Linked DNA regions of Rattus norvegicus: region 2 is linked to region 1. The links are chromatin contacts, called in public Hi-C maps. All regions are on one chromosome and are shown on one strand. The core of a region is the stretch at or near the end of the contact, and the rest is flanking DNA. Distances in the headings are between cores, read along the strand shown. Region 1 overlaps Stard13 (StAR-related lipid transfer domain containing 13). Region 2 overlaps LOC102549089 (a long non-coding RNA gene).

Region 1 (2,952 bases), core at 55-2,554:
TTTAAACATTTCGAGATGGCTTCGGAAATGGTTCGCGTTTGGAATTCTTTCTTCATAAAATGCTAACTCTTTGCCAATTGGTAAATGAGGCTCCTGTGGGAACGTTTGCTCATTGATGTATTTACGAATTGATCTTGTAGTTCCCTGGTATTTCAAACAAGTCGGGTCAATTTAACTGGCGTTTCCCTTTAGTCACATATACACCCTGAGACCTATTTAAATTTATTTCTTGCACAGAAGTTGTTTGCCTGCATGTATGTGTGTATCCCGTGTGGGTGAATCGCCCATGGAGGCCAGAGGAGGGCATCAGACCCCTTGGAGCTGTAGTTGTGAGCCACCACGTGGTTGCTGGGAACTGAACCCAGGCCCTCTGGACGAGCAACTGTTCTTAACTGCTGGAGTCACCTTGCCAACCCCTATGTGTTTGCTCTTTATGGCCGCAGGGAAGACTCATGTTTCTTAGGGTATATGGGAGGAGGAGGAGCAGATCAACATGAGCAGTGACAACAGTAGCCACATACAATGGAGGAATGCAGGCTTTGGTCAGACAAGCCAGGTCAACTCTTGGGTTTGCTGGTTGTTTGAGCTTAACTTGACACATTGCTTGACTCTCCGCTCTGGGACCTCAGTTTCTTAATTTCCAATAAGACCATCCATAGAACATAGCATGAGGTGGATTAAATGAGATCGTCATTTACCATGTGTGATGGTTTGACTATGCTTGGCCCATGGGATACTATTAGGAGGTGTGGCCTTGTTGGAGGAAGTGCATCACTGTGTGGGTGGGCTTTACGGGCTCCTAGAGCTCAAGCTCCGCCCAGTGCAGAAGAGATGGTCTCTCCTGGTTGCCTTCAGATTAAGATGTAGAACCCTTAGCTCCTTCTCCAGCACCATGTCTGCCTGGATGCTGCCATGCTTCCTGCCATGATGATGATGGACTGAACCTCTGAAACTGTAAGCCAGCCCTAATTAAATGCAGTCCCCTTATAAGAGTTGCCTTGGTCATGGTGTCTCTTCACAGCAGTGGAAACCCTAAGAAGCCATGCTTAGACAGAACCTTATCAAACATGTGCCTCGTTCATTAACTTGGCCATGTCATTTTTGTGTTTTTGAATATACCTTTCTAAAGGAAAGGCTTCCTTCTGTGTATTCAAATATTTTTGGTTGCTGACTAGTGACGCTGGTAGTCCGCCCAGACTCATTTTGTATATTGCACTGACTTTAACCCACAGTCCAGGTCTACTAACCACACATTCTGGCTCATTCTGCTGTCCCACTTCGGGTGCTCCCTGTGACCTTTGACCAGTGGCAGCACAGCTATTTCCCGTAGCTCAGCCCAGTGACCTTTTCCCTTTGCCTCTTCTACCTCGGTGACTGTGTACATTTCTACCTCAATGATGCCTGCTATGTTATCCCATTAGTCACCATGAACCATACCCTCCCTTGAATTGTCTCCTCAGGACAGCTTACACATCTTATCTGACTGGGGGGCAATCTCCTGGAGAGCAGTAATCCTGTTTACATGGTTATTGCATCACACACCAGCCAGCATCCTGTACCCAGTCAACTCTGGCCAAGTGTTTTCTAAGATACTTAGCACTGAATAGGAAATAGGCTTCGTGGGCCCAAGTGCGAAATGCTTGTTCTTGGGTGGTGAGGCTATTTTCAGATGCTCTAGGAACATAAAAGGTAGAGCCTAACTGGAAGAAATGGGTCACTGAGTGAAGGTCCTCAGGGGCGTGTTATCTCTGAGCCATTCCTGTTCTTCCCTGCTTCCTGTCTGCTAGAAGCTAGCTGAACAACTTTCCTTGGCCACAAGTTCCAGACACCATGACATTTGTTGAGGTCTGGTCTTTTGCTGTGTGTTGCAATGCTAACCAGGCCCCCAAGCACCTGGTTGTCCCAGAGACGAGAGAGTCTGCACACAGACCCAAGTGAGTTATGTGACCTTGCTCCCAAGTTATTCTGACTGGTGAATAATAAAGATGCTGACAGTCAATAGCTGGGCAGAAGAGACATAGGTGGGGTTTAGGGTTCAGTCTGGGGGATGGGAGGAGAACCAGGAGAGGAGAGGACAAAGTGGAGACTAAGTAGAGGTCACCATGGGTTAGGTGAGTCATGAAAATGTGGCCCTGAGGAATGGCCAATTGGAGTTAAGAGCAACCCAGATGAAACACGGTAAGTAATAACTTGGAGTTATAGATAGGAAATAGATTTTAATAGTATAGAGGGTCTACATCTGCCCAGCTCTTGTTCTGTGTAAGGCTCGTTGTAAGTGTAAAGGTGGTGTTTGTCTTTTATCTGGGAACTGAATAGTCAAAGGCGAGGTAGAAACTCCGGATGGAGATGAAACATTATTACAACAGACTTTCTCCCTTACAAGAAGCTCTGAAGCATGGAGCCCAAGACAGTCATTCTTCCATTAAGTTGTTTCTGTTGGTTATATGGTTGCAGTGATGGTGATGAGTACACATTGTAACAGTATACACGATACAGGAAACAATTATGTTCAGTGCTAAGAGGTAGTGCCTTTCCATGTTTATGCCAGTTACTGAAATGACTAAAATGGATCTCATGGGATGTTTGCCACTGCTCTATCCTAACCCTTCCAGGAGGGATACCGATGGTAGAGCAATGGTGTCCATACAGGGGTGAGCTCTCCAGTCAGAGCTCTCTAGAGGTGGGCTCTCAGTCTTCAAGGACACTATGCCTCTCAAAGAAGTGGGGGCAGTCCATCCTTCTGGACTGGAGCCCAGCTACCTAGATTCTAAGAAAGACACAAGGCCAGTGGATGGGACATAATCTCAAGCCGCAACCTAAGGGTTTTCTTGTCGGCTGGAAAGCATCAATTCCTTCCTTGTCCTACAGTAATGCCAGCAGGGAGACTGTCTGCAAAATGGCTGGAAGGGGAAGCAACATGACAGCAAAATACACAGCGATGAGAGCAACAGA
Region 2 (2,818 bases), core at 184-2,683, 180 kb after region 1:
AGAATACAAAGTTCCGGGCTGGACAGATGGCTCAGCAGTTAGGAGAACTAAATGCTCTTCCAGAGGTCCTGAGTTCATTTTCCAGCAACCACCTGGTGGCTCACAACCATCTGTAATGGGATCCGATGCCCTCTTCTGGTGTGTCTGAAAACATTGACAGTATAACTCACATACATAAAATAAATAAAATCTTTAAAAAAAAAAATACCAAGTTCCATTCCTAACCAAGAGGTATTTACTACTGATAATACTGGGAACGGTAAAATCGATTTTCCCCAATGGAGTATCAACCACATTTCAGGGAAGGCCCGTGCCCAGAAGTAATTGGCCAACAAAATTGATCAACACAAAATGGTGTGTGTGTGTGTGTGTGTGTGTGTTTTGTTACGTTTTTATGTTTGACTTTATTTAAATCTTTGGCAAGGACCTCTGGAATTCCTAAAAGCATTTACCAAAAGCTGAGGACATTTCTGGGAAACTCGAGAGCTTTGGGAAACTGTCTTTTAGTCTAAAGTGTGTGTGTGTGTGTGTGTGTGTGTGTGTACACTAATACTGTTTATACATTCTGCAATGTAAGTTCATACTTCTCATGATACATCTAAAACCAAAACAAAGCCCATGTACTAGGGCGAAGTACTGTCCATCTACTTAAAAATGTGTTTTAATCAGCCAGCCAACGTGGGAAAGGGGCGGGATTTTCCTCGGGCAGCTTTCTCAACAAACTGGTGCAAAGCCACACCACGGAATGCAGAATGCCAACATCCTAACAAAAAAAATAGAGAGTAACACTCAAATTAAGTGCTTTAAAAGCCCATGATATATGCTTCCCCAAATCCTTAGATCCTATTAGCTGTCACGAAGAGCCAGAAGGTAACGAGAGACAAGGACGATCAGATCAGGCCCAGCGCAGACACTAGCTGAGATGAACTCAAAGGGATTAATGGCGAGAAAGACTACCTTGTACATCGCTAACTTTCCAGAGATTTCCAGAAACGGAATTTACAGCCAGAAACCAACTCCTGCGGGTGGGAAGCAACAAAACAAACAAAACCCTGCTAAGACATCACTTTCATTTTCGCCTGTAGACCCCTGCGAACGATCAAAGATGGAGAAATGAGCAGTCCTCAAGCAACAACGCCCTCCTAATGCGCAAGCGCGCCCGGAGGCCCCGCCCCTCGCGGTCACCCCAAGACCAGGCGCGCGCATCGGAAGTCAGAACCTCCAAGGCTCCTCCTTGCTCTTCCTCCACAAGGCCCCGCGTTCGCAGTCCGGTTCCGGTTGTAGCTCCGCCCTCGCGCGGGAACACGCCAGAAGGCTGGATATCCGGGACGGGAGGCTAGCTGAGCGCTCACTTCCGGTGGCAGCTCGTCCCATCTCCCTTGAGGGGCAGGCTCTGGCTCTCGGTGCGGTAGCGCCATCTGGCGCCGAGTGTTCCTCAGCCCGCGGAGGGGCGTGCTTCCTCCCTTCAGAACATTCCAGAGACTCCTCGGCTCTGGTAGGCTTTATGCATTCCGCCAGAAGGGCGGGACCCAAGACTCCTCCTCTGCCGAGTTCCCGCGCGGGAAGGGTTTTGTGGTTACTCTGAGCGGAAATGGTTGGAGTCCAGAAGGGGAACGGACCTCAAGCGGGAGGAAGCCGGCCTCTTTCCGTCTTTTCAAGCCATAGTAACACAGTTCCTGCCTCCTCGTGTTCTGCTTTTTGTTTCCTCATTTCTGGGCCGCGCTCTCTGTACACTGCGCTTCGGTTCTTCGGTCGGAGTGGACCGAGGTCCTCCATTTCTCGTTTTGCAGAGAGAAGGCTTTACTTTGTAGCCTTTCGTTAGCTTGTGTTAGAAAAATATTTTGCTCCATTACATCCGTTAAGCGGGTGTTGCGAAAACGAGCAGTATTAGGGATTAGGAAAATTAATAGGTTTTTAAACCAAGACAGTCTCAGCAGGTTTATCTCAGAACTATGAAATATTCGCTATGATTGCATGTGGTTCTTTCCTTTAGATAAGGGGAAACGAATTTCCACCAAAGCTAGAAAGTGAACATAACTGTTAAAGGGTTCATGTTTCAAAGTCCAGATATAATAAACTTGGAGCACTGTTAGGTATTGTTTCAGTTATTGTGTATCAAGACGCACAGTGTAAGTTAGTGAATTGTCCCTTATTTGTGCTCACTTGTCACTGGGCATTTTCCCCCCCTACAGCACTGGTTTCCCTACTTGTGCATGCATTTGAATTCAGAAGACTTTGAAGAGTCCGGTTCACTACAGTTTAGGACTGGGAGAGGTGATGTGGAAGGAGAGCTGGGTGATTAAGGCCCACAGTTGGAATCGTTTAGAATTCAAGATTGCTTTGTTGAGAGCGCTGTTTGCTGGTTTTGCAGTATTGACACTGAAACCCGACAGGTTAGTAGCCTTTCCGGCCAGTGCAATGGGAGTAAACGAAGCGCTAAATCCATGTCTTTTGTACAGTCACACATTAGGAAAACACGTTCATATAAGTAGACTCTGTCGTAGAGGGTGCTGTAACACCAGGTATACTAAATTTCTTAATTACGATGCCATTTCTGTCTTCAAAGTTTCTTGAAAATCGGTAACTCAAAAAAGGACAAAAATCACTTCAACAGACATTTAACCTCCTGGAAGATAATCTTTTAAAAATCCCTTTCCTTTTGTAACTTCTTTGTAGTTCATTCTTTTCACTGAGTCATTGCCCCTTACCCCTACTATGTAATTTAAAATCTTCACGCTGCTTTCGGTTTTTTTTTGTTTGTTTGGTTGGTTTTTTTTTGTTTTGTTTTGTTTTTTAAGAGCAAGCTTCCTGAAGCCTT

What was found. Hi-C and Micro-C count contacts between places; a contact is called where the count stands out from the background.
Region 2: a Hi-C map of liver shows a contact between it and region 1, with 2.5 times the contacts expected there. The contact joins two enhancer-like sites. A contact is called at or near these places in 1 of 12 Hi-C or Micro-C datasets (liver) and 1 of 1 datasets of contacts at active chromatin or transcription factors (oligodendrocytes).

The regions. Positions count from the first base shown.
Region 1 is chr12:5,548,882-5,551,833 of GRCr8, forward strand. All of the region lies in intron 1 of Stard13 (StAR-related lipid transfer domain containing 13), which reads right to left. Among named protein-coding and RNA genes, the nearest start is that of Stard13, 20 kb to the right of the region's middle. Within about 2 kb of position 1,305, at least 4 of the 93 cell types and tissues checked have an H3K27ac peak or open chromatin away from gene starts, as enhancers often do. A contact at or near this core is called in liver, where this site is marked.
Region 2 is chr12:5,725,203-5,728,020 of GRCr8, forward strand. LOC102549089 (a long non-coding RNA gene) reads left to right here. Exons shown (of 4, transcript XR_005491747.2): 3 at 1-1,495; 4 at 2,193-2,818. It also overlaps a transcript of Stard13 not described here. Among named protein-coding and RNA genes, the nearest start is that of Rfc3, 110 kb to the right of the region's middle. Within about 2 kb of position 1,434, at least 76 of the 93 cell types and tissues checked have an H3K27ac peak or open chromatin away from gene starts, as enhancers often do. A contact at or near this core is called in liver, where this site is marked.